2 separate regions of the Bombyx mori genome follow, and region 2 is linked to region 1. A link is a contact called in public Hi-C data. All regions are on one chromosome and are shown on one strand. Each heading gives the region's core, a stretch centred on a gene start, on an enhancer-like site or on the middle of the called end of the contact. The rest is flanking DNA. Distances are from core to core; before and after follow the strand shown.

Region 1 (6,578 bases), core at 1,397-3,896:
TGTTAGCAAATTCACCATGTTAGAGTCCCGTGAGTTCACCTACTCGCCCGGAGAATCTAATATAATCCCTCGAGGTTACTACAAGAGGTAGGAAAAAATACCACTAACAGGTCGCTTTTTAACATGAGCTCTGTGTCGTGTTAAAATGCATAGCGCGCACAGCTTCCAGTTCACTGGTCGCTCCGAACCGGCTCACCAAGTCTGGGTAGGGCTGAGCGTGAAATCTCTTCCTACCCTTAGTTCAACGATGACTGATCAGTGCGGAGGCAGAAGATAGCCCTTATATTCCGTCGCCTTCTTCCAAGAGATCTTCTTTGTCTCCACCTTACCTTCGTGGGGTCGGCACAGCTAATTTTTCTATTCCATTCTCTTCTATCAGCCGTCAGCTAAGCACTCATTCCTCTCTCTCTCTCATATCGTCATTCACACACTCCATCCATGTCTTCTTCAGTCGACCTCTTCCCCCCCTCCCCACCTCCCCCACATGTCCATACCACGCTAACCGTTAGCTTTTTAACTTGTTAATCACTGGGGCTACTTTCACACTTCCTCTGATATATGAGAGAAGATTCCAAGAGATGATGATGACTGACAATAATAGTCTTGTTTCGCTTTATAGAACTCGTCACGTCACACACCAGCGAAGTTCGGCTGCTTCGACAACCCAACGTACGTGGTATCGCGGTACTCGCGATCTCTGTCTACTGTCTCTGATTCTTACTCAAAGTATAGTTAAACAATTTATTTTTATTTTTTATTCCTTAGATGGGTGGACGAGCTCACGGCCTACCTGGTGTTAAGTGGTTACCGGAGCCCATAGACATCTATACCATAAATGCCGCCACCCACCTTGAGATATAAGTTCTAAGGTCTCAGTATAGTTACAAAGTCTACGAAATGTTGATATTTTTATTGTTTTTTCGTTCACGACAGATTCGCTGACTGTTTCTATTACGGCCACGGAAGCGGTGTTGGTATATGTCGTTAGGTGTTTTTTGGAAGCGCTTGGGTAGCTGTTAGCAAATCCCACCCTCCTAGCTGAGCCTTTGCTCGCTCACCTGCCCTGATAAAACTGGAAAGGCCTCCGGGCCACCAGTAACTTCTCAAACATAAACAAACAAACAATATATTTTAGTCCGATTTGAAAAATAGTCGTTTTGATTCTATATACAAATTGCAGTGTCAATTTTTTATTTTATTTTTCACACACCGACAAGAGCCTGTACCTGTTTTTGAGTTTCGGAAACTGGGTCGCAACGTGTCCGATCATCAAACAATCTCAGCTACGTTAGGGCTGTTAGTTTTGTTAAATTTATTATAATAATTTGCAAAATTATTGCTGAATCAGTACGGAACATACATTGTGTCTATAGACAGAGTCACACACATTAATATATTTATATCTAGCGGTGGAAGGCTATTTGGCTTAAGCGATATTTTAGCAACGTCGTTGTAGTAAACTTCTGGGGAGGTCCATAACCAGCAGCTGACATCTATGCTGATTATGATGATAGTAATTCTTTAAAAAAAAGTACTAAAATTTTTTTTTGTCATAAGTACATTATGCACAAAAACTGTCCTATTTTTTAATATTATTCTTATTTAACACTAGCTGATTCCCGCTATGCTACCCGCGGTTATTGTCGTACCGCGGGTGACGCCGCGGGGCGAAGCTACTCTAAAAAAAGTAGCCTAAGTTACTCTTTATATCATCAGCTACCTATCAGTGGAAGTTCCGTCAGAATTGGTCCGGCCTTCCAGAGATTAGCCGGAACAAACAGACAGATCGACAAAATTTAAAAGAAATGTTATTTTGGTATATGTACTGTGGTATACATACTTACGCATTTAGTAAAAGTGGTTATTTTATTAATACAAACAGACATTCACTCGTGCTTAAGTTGTCTTTCATACATTCCGCAATTTACGAATAAAATTGAATACAAATCAATACATGAAGTCCTATTTGTGGCAGCCCTGTGTATCTCGGCGTGAGGTCGCGCATCGGGGCGCACTTCCAACATGATTAATGTACGTTCCTCCATTATGTTACAGATTATAAAATGACTGTAATTGCGCATCCGCTTCCGCTTTGTTCTTTGACGCATAGATTTCGTAATTTGTTTTTTTTTTTTACTATGTAGTAAATGTCAATCATAATCGTAATTAGAATATTGTTCGTAATGTATTTTTTTTTTGTGAATTGAATGTCGCTGACGGAAGGCGATGATAGTTTGTGACAAATAGGAGGCGTTAAGCTGTCGTGGGTTCTGTTTTGAAGAATGAGACAGCCGACACAAGACTTTTACTCCACGTGCCAAGGTTTCATTCAAGGTGAAGCAAAGTACCTAGCCATTGACGTGAGCTTGAGTACACTTTTATAACAAAAATAGGTTCTTGTGCCTATTTCTGGAATTTCCTTTTTCTATCGTCTCTCCTCTTAGGTTTATTCACTTCAAATAAAATAATAATATGCTCAAATCTAGCCATTCATTGGTCTTGTTTTTTAGGGTTAAGTCTTTTGTTTCACTCTTAGATATAATAACACTTGACTTTTGTTTTGTTAGAACGCAATATATGAACAATTCCTTAACTACAGTTCCATTTCAGTATGTCACCGATACTTCCTTTACGTTTAATTTGTCGTTAATAACAACAAATGTTTTTTTTAAATTTCATTGCATTCGTGTACTAAATAAGGTTCATTTTAGAATGTATTCTATTGGTTCCGATGCTTTTTCAAAATAAACGAGAAATACAAATACATTTTCAATTTTAGAATAAAAGTAGTACAAGTTGTAACAGCCTGTATAAGTATGTTGACACAAGTGTTACTTACCTCATAGGTATTTCAAGTTTACCTTACTGTTTCGAAAAGCTATTTTGCACTGTTTGTGATTGGCGCTTGAGTCGTTTTGTTGATTTCGGACGTGTTATCTGTATCTTCTGTCTCAGTTCTGTTTTGAGAAGGGAATTGCGTAAATAAAATATCTAATTATGATTGAATTAAATTTACATTTAACGTTCTTATCACACAATATAAAGTGCGTCAGATGATTAATTTATGACTTCCTTCTATTTTACAATTGACATAATAAACCAAGCTGTTATCAACTAAGCAATATACGGTCGAGAAAGCTGATTCTATTCTGCACTATTATATTATAACTAGCGACCCGCCCTCGCTTCGCTTCGGAAACATTAAAACACACATGAAACAAACAAAAAAATTAAAAAAAGTAGCCTATGTTCATCAGGAACAATGTCGGCTTCTAATGGAAAAAGAATTTTTCAAATCAGTCCAGTAGTTTCGGAGCCTATTCGAAACAAACAAACAAACAAATCTTTCCTCTTTATAATATTAGTATAGAGTATAGATTTACGTCAGATGTGGTCGTTTAGGATGCAGCCAGGCAGTTGTTCACAAAATAAGGCTGAACTGCAACTTCATACGTTATTTGGGGTTAAAATAAATGGCGAGATAACGTTATATCAAAAATTAATACACAACAATTTGGGACATGTCAAATCGTTGTGTTTATGTTATTGTTACGCCGGTAAGAATAACGCCATCTTTCATCAAATAACAGAAATATCAAAATGCCCTATCGGGGAATTTCTCTGTTATTGTCGTCTTGTCGTGGAAGCGTTGCAGAGATGACATGAAGGCAGTTAGTATTCGAAGCGAAACAGCGAACGGATCACCTGAAGCGAAGCGGAAGAAGCGAATTGAGAATTTTAAAGTGTTCTAGTACTTAATAGTCTTTATTTGTACTTCGGTGAAAGTTTTATTTCTCTTCACTCGCGAAGCCACTGCCTTTGAAGCAGCCACCTCTCTGGGAGTTAGAGGCAGGACTTTTCCTTCTGTTAGGAAGGAATAGGGAGCTAGCTGTTGGCTTTACTAACAACTACCCTCCAATCCAAAAAAAAAGTTTCGAAAGAGGATATTAACTGAGTTAATGCTCTAAGTGCGTTACCTGGATACATTTACAAATTCAGCGAAAACGCGTTTGTTGTTTTATCATTTCGATGTAATCTCACGATTGCTACCTTCTTTTTTTTTTATACAGTTACCTAGTTCAGAAAATATTACCGACTAGCGACCCACCCTAGCTTCGCTTCGGAAACATTAAATTTTATTATTGAGAGTTGAGTCCCGTGATGTTACCCGCGGTTATTTTCATACCGCGGGTGACGCCGCGAAGTTAGTCTAAAAAAAGCCTAAGCTAGCCTAAGTTACTCCTTATATCATCAGCTACCTGTCAGTGAAAGTCCCGTCAAAATCGGTCCAGCCGTTCCAGAGATTAGCCGGAACAAACAGACAGACAGACAGATAGACAGAGGAAAATTGTAAAAAATGTTATTTTGGTGTATGTATCGTATATTATATTCATATGCATGTAATAAAAAGCGGTTATTTCAATATTACAAACAGACGCTCCAATTTTATTTATATGTATAGATACAGTTTATTTGGTCAAAATCGATTGTTCATTCTAGAAAACGCATACACGTACATAGAAAGTGCAAAGCGTTATTAAAGCACAACACAAATTCAAAAAGTGCATCGTAACGAGAAAATTTTGCATTGTTCGAAGCGAAAGTGTACTTACATCACGAAGTGTAATGTTAATTAAAATTAATTATCTGTACGTTCAATTTGTAGTCAGTGTGCTTAGTGCGCGTTTTTTAACGTTCTCGTTAGCGTAAAAGTTAGTTCATGTAGTTTGTATGGAATGGGATCGTTTGCGTACGTTTGCCGCTAGGGGCGCTGTTCCAACTGCATACAAAATTGGGTTAACTTTTACGCTATCGAGAACGTTAAGAAATTCACACTAAGTAAGCACACTGTATAGGTTGCTACAACTCTGTTCCGCTGCGAAAATATCGACATCTCTTAATTGCTCATTTTAGAATTAAATAGACATTTAAATTTTTCGATTGGTGCGATTTTTATTATCGGGCTGGCAACATAGCCTTTAAAGCCTCCGGGTATCACCATTCTCCCCACTTCTGCTATTATTATGATAAAAATAGTGAAATCATTGATTATACACAAAACAATTGTTTTTATGGATTCGTGATCTATCTCGCGCCGCTCTGGTGTTTAGTGAATACCACAGCCCATAGACGTCTGTCGCATTAATACCGCCCCCGTCTTGGGACAGGAGGTAAACATTTTATTTGCATAATATACCAACTGTCAAACCCTTCGAACCAAAATCTGTGACTGCTTTGGAGCAGAAATAGGAAAAATTGTGGTATCTATTCGCGTGGGCTTACAATACTGTGTGCTGATTGCGAGTTTTTTTATGTAGCGTTGCCGCTAGGGGCGCTGTTCCAACTCCATACAACTTTGAGTTAACTTTTACGCGATCGAGAAAGTTAAAAAATGCGCTCTAAGCACACTGAACATAAAGCCGACAATAAATACGTAAAGATATACTATTCGTTGCATTTAAGGAACGGGCAATGCTACAAATCTACAATAAACTATTATTCTTAAAATAGGTCGCTGACCTCATCCAAACCGACATGCCTAAAAATGTTTATATCGAAAATATGTATCTGTGTTGGATGTTTTTGCTTTGTGTGCTTGTAAGATTATATCATATGACGGATCAATTTATAGTGGTACTTCATTCTAGCGCGTTATTTTAAAATGATAGGATAGAGACGCTATTTACGGCAAATTACAGAGTGCGACCTGTTTATTAAAAAAATCACTGAACATCCGAAAGATCTGTCAATTGTCACGCGATGACCTAGTTAGTTAATTTGCATATTTGTGATAATTCTCTTTAGTGCACAATCAATATGTGAGTCGACTATTATCAAAGGCGGCAATCTGACTTTTGGACAATGATTGGTAAATCAGAAAAACGAATTATTGACTTTGTATTCCATTGGCAGTCACAAAACTCTTCGGAACGACATCTTAGATAAATAACAGGTTAACTATTAACCTTTATTTAATGCAGGTTTTGAACCGTATTCTTTGAAGGAGACGATTATATTCAAATAAATCTGTATTGACATATCAATAAATTTTTTTTGTCCAAATGTACAGATTGCCACCTTTGATAATAGACGACTCATGTATGAGTTTAACATTTTTTTGGTTAATTATTTTCTAGTGTAATAAAATTATTGTCTAGTTGCGTGCTTTAATTTTTGAGCTTAATATCATATCTGGTAGGTTATATTCAGTTTAAATATGTGTTTAGTCAGTTTTAGAAGGCGCTTACATTAGATATTTGTAAAATAACAAATATTCGAGTATTCAAAAACAAATTATACTTTACTTATAACAATTTTATACTGAGGTATGAATTCAAATTCTTTTCCCCGGCTGACAGTCAGATGATACCGTATTATAAAACACAAACACCCGTTGTGAATTAATGATTGCGTAACTTAACTAATTTTACTTTCACTGACTGTGCTTGCTGTCCATCAATAAAATTAGTACAAGTCACTGGCAACATTTCACAAATGTATACAAAAATAGGAAACTTTTTTTATCTGTTGTATCTATTTTATTGGTACGAAAAACCATTTTACATCACGCAGTATTG
Region 2 (6,825 bases), core at 414-2,913, 70 kb after region 1:
AATTGTCTAATAATGCCTTGTGTTAGCTATCTTTCCACCGATATATACTTCGATGTACTTTTATCAATCTTCATTGATATCGGTCAGTTGTAACTTCAGAATAAGTTGTTTTATTTACAGAAATTCGACCTTTCACCAAAAAGCATAGACCCGCTGGACGACCTGGAGATCTACTGCACAGTCGACGAGCTCCGGCAGCGCATCGAGGCGCTGGAGCCCGAGGTGAAGATCTCGGAGAAGGAGGACCTAAGAAACGAGGACAACATGAAACTGGACCTGAACAAGAACACATTGCATTTCAATTTTATCGAAGGGAAAAGGGATGTTTTGCAGGTTAGCTAGTACATTTGGACGTCATTTCGGATCCTCCTGATCCACTAACGGTGCTTCTAGGTACTTCAAGCACCGGTCATCGTTCTCGTCGAACCCGTCGCTTGCGATGAAGTGCTCGACGAGTAAACCCTCAGACACAGCCCACTGAGTTTCTCGCTGGATATTCTCGGTGGGTCGCGTTTCCGATCCGGTGGTAGATTCTGCGAAGCACGGCTCTTGCCCCTAGCAAGCCCCTAGTTAGCAACGTCATCAGGTTTGAGCCCCGTGAGCTCACCTAATAGTTAAGGCGACGCTGATATAACCTCTCAAGGCTATCAGCTTTGGTGCATCGTTTCTCTCGTAAATAGGACCCAGCTTCTTTTTTTCCGCTAAATTATACCTTAAGGTCAACTTTTCGGCGCGCACTGCAGTACCGTAGGGCTGGTGTAGCCGGTGTGGTGGAGCTCGATGGGGCTTAGTCGGTAGTTGATTTTGCGGGGCGAGTGCCTCGCGCGCCTTTTTCAAGGCGTGGTCTCCTGCGAGGAATACGGGGAGGTGGAGGACCTTGGCCATCCTCGTCTCCCTCTTTCTCTCGGGAGGCGCCGGAGTCCGACATAACCCGGTTCGTTAACCCCCTTGACCGGGTATCCGTAAATGGATTCCCCAGCGTTAAAAAAAAAACCTTTGCCCAATTTGTTACATATGTATCGGCCCACTGTAAAATAAATCATAGTCGATTAATCCTATTCAATCGGTTCACTGCACACGAACTTATGTCATACAACCGTACGGACTCTATTCTTAAACCTGAACAGAGAATTATGGACCAGAGCTTAATTCGACTTTGCTTAGAATAAATGGCGTAGTTTAAGTTAATTTTTTGTGGACCCGCATTCTAAAGCAAAGGTCGACGCTCTTCCGTCTAGCGGAAGGTCATTGAGCTCGCGTGTTTTTATGAATGTTACATTGCGTGCAGTGAAGATTAAATTGAAGATAGTTGGCAATATGTCTGCCTATTTCTGCCGTGAAGTAGTAATGCGTTTCGGTTTGAAGGGTGGGGCAGCCGTTGTAACTATACTTTTCAGGATATTATCAAAATAACCCTTTTACTCATATCTATTCATAAAATATTTATAACTACTGACACCATGCACCCCACGCTTTTTTTACAATTTTCCTTTTTTTCTTACACTATTCTTAATTCAAATTTATTTTCTATTTTTTATAAGAGCGTATTTTTTTTGTTTTTTTTTTTTTAATTGTTATTTAATTTGTATTTATAACAGGATTTAGGCCTCCCGAACAACGAATGCGTGAGTCACCGGGTGGCGGCGTGGGAGCGTCGCGTGGCGGCCGCCCGGGCCGGGGATATCCTGCGCGGGATCCGGGCCAGGAGAGCGAAGACATTACGCGATGCGCAACTACACGCGCACGACGACGAGGCCGCCTGGAGGGAACAAGGTGAGTGAATCGCGTAGTGTAGTTTTACTTCCCTAGGCTGATAGCCTTGAGAGGCTATTTCAGCTTCACCCTAACGTGTGTAGGTGAGCTCACGGGGCTCAAATCGGAGTGTTGCTAACACTGACCCTAGTAAGAGCCGTGCTTCGCAGAATCTACCACCGGGTCGGAATAGCGACCCATTGAGAAGATTCGGCGAGAATCTCAGTGGGCTGTGTTTATTTTTATTGTTTATATGGGTGGACGAGCTCACATCCCACCTGGTGTTAAGTGGTTACTAGAGCCCTTAAACATCTACAACGTAAATGCGCCACCCACCTTGAGATATAAGTTCTATTAGATTAGTTCTATTAGAATTTATTATTCGTATTAGAATAATCTATACTTTTACCTATGCTATATACCTAACCGACGTTAGTAATAAAATACTATATCTATCTAATCTATATTCATCAAGAGCTTGATGGCAGACGATTTTACTGCACAATATAAAGATGAAATTATATAAAACTAGCTGTACTCGCCCACTTCGCTGGGCATTTAAAATTAACATTATTATTTATTGTCACGATTAGGGAGTCTAACACTCATATAAATCTTAACCTATCCATTAAGTACATTTATTTTCTACATGGATACCAAGTTTCAAGTCAATCGGATGCACGGTTCAGTAGTTATAACGGAATATCCGTAATAACTACTGTAGGTTTTTATATTAGTATAGATGATATAAAATAGTAACATGATTTCAATACAGACAGTTTGATGGAAATCAAACGTTATGTTTCTGTCACAGCTAATCGCGAAGATTGATTTTGTACTTTCCGAGAAATATCGTCAACTACATAAAACTATAAACCTTAGATGTTACATGATAAGGCTTTTATTGATCGAAGGCACTTTGGTCTTTTATCTTCCAAGAAACGTGTGAACTCAAAGAGATTCACAGTCTTTATTACAGCAGTAATGCGTTTCGGTTTGAAGGGTGGGGCAGCCGTTGTAACTATACCGAGACCTTAGAACTTATATCTCAAGGGGGTTGGCGCATTTACGTTGTAGACGTCTATGGGCTCCAGTAATCACTTAACACCAGGTGGGCTGTGAGCTCGTCCACCCATCTAAGCAATAAAAAAATATCGTACAAAGACCCATTTTCAATGGAAATCCTACCCTTCACAAACATAATTCCCTCCAAAAATAGCAATTCTTTTCTAATAAGTCCACCAAGTTACAATAGTTTCTGTTTGCGAATATCCATTCTCATCTGCCTTTTTATATTTTTAGTACACATAAGAAAGTATTAAGTCCAAGGTGAATTTTGAAGATACATGTTTTGACAGTTTTATCTCGAAAGCAACCTTGCTCCAGATCGTACATACCTGCAACATAAGACGCTGTGATGCGGAAACATCAATATTATCATTTTAGGATATTGCAATGCATTTGCAATCTTATTCTGGAGGAGATGTATGGAAATGGTAATGCAAGGTAGAGGGGGAAGAGGTCGACCGAAGAAGACATGGATGGAATGTGTGAATGACGATATGAGAGAGAGAGGCGTGAGTGTTGAGATGACGGCTGATAGAAGAGAATGGAAGACAAAAATTAGCTGTGCCGACCCCACCTAGTGGGACAAGGTGGAGAAAAAGAAGAAGATTCTTGCCTCCTTTCTGGTAATTTCCAGTCAATCAATGATCGGAAATTCGCTGCATTGTGATCATCAAAGCGATCATAAGATTGTCAATTCCGATCTTGTCTCGACTATTTTATTTATGCTCTGACCCGTTCGTTAAATGGCTTCAAATAGTTGTTTGTGTTATTGCGATTAATTCAATTTTGAAAACTGTGCATTTTATGCAAAGCTCACTATAGATCTATAAATAAAGAGACACGAACTTCATAAAAAAAAAAACAGTTAAATCATAAATGTCACTTCTGTTTTTTTTATAATTCTCTTCGTTAACGTCCGAAATAATAATATAAAGCGCGAGAGAATTAAACGGTTAAACATGTTTTAATTATATTTCCTTTTTTATATGTTTAGAAGCTATTGACGAATGTTATTTGTCATCAGTATATTCTTTGGTTAATTATAAAATAAAATAAAATAAAATAAAAAGCCTTTTATTTCCTGCTAAAATACAAAGTAAATAGGTATACATATAATAATTTTAATTTTCTTCACTTATGTTTGGCAGGAACCCATTAAACATGGTGAAGGCCTCCTCCAAGTCCTTCCATTTGGTTCTATTTTGGGCTACCTGTCTCCATCGAGGGCCAGCAATAGCTTTTATATCATCCTCCCATTTTGATATCGGGCGACCCTTTTTTCTTTTCCCTTGTGGCCCTTCCCATGCAGTTATTCTTGCAGTCCATCTCTGGTCCTTAAGTCTGGCTACATGACCAGCCCACTTCCACTTCAAGTTTCTGGCATATTCAAGAGCATCTATAGATTTTGTTTTTTCTCTGATTGTTGTGTGTCTGATTTTTTGAATCTTTCTTATATTCAGCAGACTTCGCTCCATTCCTCGTTGGCAGCTTACTATTAGATTATTGGCCTTTGATGTAAACTTCCAAGTTTGGCAGCCATAAGTCAAGCATGGTAGAATGCAGGAATTTAGAACCTTGGTTTTTAAGTATATTGGCAACGTACTTTTAAATACTTCACGTAAATTCCAGTACTTGTTCCAGGTGTGTTGGATTCTTCTTCCAATCTCCATCTCATTGCTTTTTCTTTCAAAGCTGATCTGTTTTCCTAAGTAAATATAGTGGTCTGTGTATTTCAATAGTTCGTTTCCGACTGTTATTTTCTTTCTAGCACTATTTGTCATTACCATAGTTTTTGTTGTATTCATTTCTAAGCCTACTTTAATGCTGGCTTTGTGCAGAGACTCAACCATGTATTGAAGTTCTGAACTTGATTCTGCCAGCACTACTAAGTCGTCTGCAAAGCGGAGATGAGTCAAATATTTACCTTCAATATTTAAGCCGAGGTTTTTCCAATCTAGCTGTCTAAATATTGATTCAAGTATGGCAATGAAAATTCTTGGAGACATGGGGTCTCCCTGTCTTACACCTCTTTTGATAGGAAATCTTGGGCCTATAGATTCTAGTTTTATTCTGCTTGTATTAGTTTTATAAATGTTTTTAATTATCTGTATATATTTATCATTCACCCCTTGGTTTTTTAAAGACTTCCATACACTATCATGTGACACTGTGTCAAATGCCTTTTGGTAGTCTATGTATGCAATGTATAGTGTTCTCTGTTTTTCTTGGTATTTTTCTATCAAGAGTTCTTTGGTTTAATATTAGTTATTAATTCTTTAATATCTCAATAACAAATCTTAAGAAAAACATCCAATAAATGGAATGTAGGAATCTAAGTCTTGAGGTGTTAATGATTAAGGTCGAATTTTAAACTTGTAGCCAGTATTAATTATGTATATTTACAATCTTAATACTGTTAATCTCACAGTTCTTGTTATCCCATATCATACGTCATCTCAGCACTCACATCCTTCTCTCGTATAATATCTTCTCTCACACAACCCATTGAAATTATTTTAAGACACCCTTTCCTCATATTAGTCCTTCATCAGGTCCTTTAAATCAATACTTAATTAAATTTATTTTTATTTCCAGAACGCAAGGCAAAAGAAGCCGAAGCGAATATGAGGGAGATAGCTCGTGTCGCCAGGGAAGCCCATAGACGCAGCACAGACTTTGCAGACACAACCATCACTGATGCTTCACAAGGTATGAATCCCTTCATTTTATATATCTATTTCGTTTATTGTCGTGTATTTATTTCAGTATTAGAGGGAGTCTGAAAGTGACAGAGAAGTTGAGAAGTGCGCGTTTGGGATGGTATGGACATGTGATGAGACGAAATGAAAATGAGGTTGGTAAGAGTGTTAACTATGAATGTGGAAAGATATAGAAGAAGAGGTAGATCTAAAAAGAAATGGATGGATTGCGTGAAAGACGATATGGGTAAGAGGGGAGTGAGCGAAGGAATGGTATATGATAGAGAAGTGTGGAAGGAGAAATTATGTTGTGCTGACCCCAAGTGACCGGGAGAAGGGCAGGAGAATGATGATTTATTTCAGTATTGAAATTTAATTGCAGTCAAAAATCAATATATAATTGAATTTTTCTAAATAAAGAACATTCTAATCGATGGTATTACAAGTCAATTTTAGATTAAAACTGCGACATGAATACCGACCCTAACTAATTGGTGTCGACTCCGCCTTATAAGCTCAAAAGACGAAAATAAATTGTGAAATTTACCAACAATATTGTGACCATAATATTGTTTCATATATGGAACGGTTGAAACATCGAAGATTCATTTCTGGATAAAACCATTTGTTTTCATGTATAGCTGGTAAGCCACCGAGCAGGGAGGCGGTGCTGGAATGGTTCAGAACCCAGGAGCTGCCTCGAGGAGTCGGACTCGAAGAGAACAATAAACCAGTGGAATGGTTTCACGGTTAGTAATAGTAACATTTGTTTTTAATTTCAACCTTTGACCAGATCATCGGTCCACCTCGTTGGATCGTAACGTGGCCCACGTTACGACGTCCAATACGAGACCTCTAACCATAGAAGTATAATTAAACCCATCTTGATCTCAGCAACAACTTGCCTCTCATATATCATAAAAATATATTAGAATAATATCATATACTTAATTTGTTTTTGGTTTATTTTACAGTTAATTTTAATATGATTAGATAGGTACAATATAAAATTCTAAAAGTTCAATTGTTTTTTATTAATTATTAGTTCATTTATTCATTTTATTAAGTCATCACTGTGCGTTACGAGCAGTAGGCAACCCGCCCCCTCACCCCTGCCACCACCTAAGGCGCGGCCAACTAGTTCAGCGCGCACTATAATACGCAATACATGGCTGGCTGCATACATTGCGGCGTTTGGATGACCGTTCCGAACCTCGTCCGCAGGTCTGATCAGTCGGTCCGAGGCCGAGTCGATCCTGTCGGGCGCCGCGCCGGGCAGCTTCCTGGTGCGCGTGTCGGAGCGCGT

What was found. A called contact is a pair of places that touch in the nucleus more often than the background predicts.
Region 2: a Hi-C map of midgut shows a contact between it and region 1, with 2.5 times the contacts expected there. The contact joins two enhancer-like sites. A contact is called at or near these places in 2 of 7 Hi-C or Micro-C datasets (midgut and whole pupa).

What each region holds. Positions count from the first base shown.
Region 1 is chr3:12,406,360-12,412,937 of ASM3026992v2, forward strand. All of the region lies in intron 1 of LOC101741857 (SH2 domain-containing protein 4B), which reads left to right. Among protein-coding and RNA genes, the nearest start is that of LOC101741857, 18 kb to the left of the region's middle. Within about 2 kb of position 2,647, at least 4 of the 8 cell types and tissues checked have open chromatin away from gene starts, as enhancers often do.
Region 2 is chr3:12,477,083-12,483,907 of ASM3026992v2, forward strand. It overlaps LOC101741857 (SH2 domain-containing protein 4B), which reads left to right. Exons shown (of 11, transcript XM_012688864.4): 6 at 121-333; 7 at 1,599-1,773; 8 at 5,416-5,529; 9 at 6,161-6,268; 10 at 6,744-6,825. Among protein-coding and RNA genes, the nearest start is that of LOC101741709, 45 kb to the right of the region's middle. Within about 2 kb of position 1,664, at least 3 of the 8 cell types and tissues checked have open chromatin away from gene starts, as enhancers often do.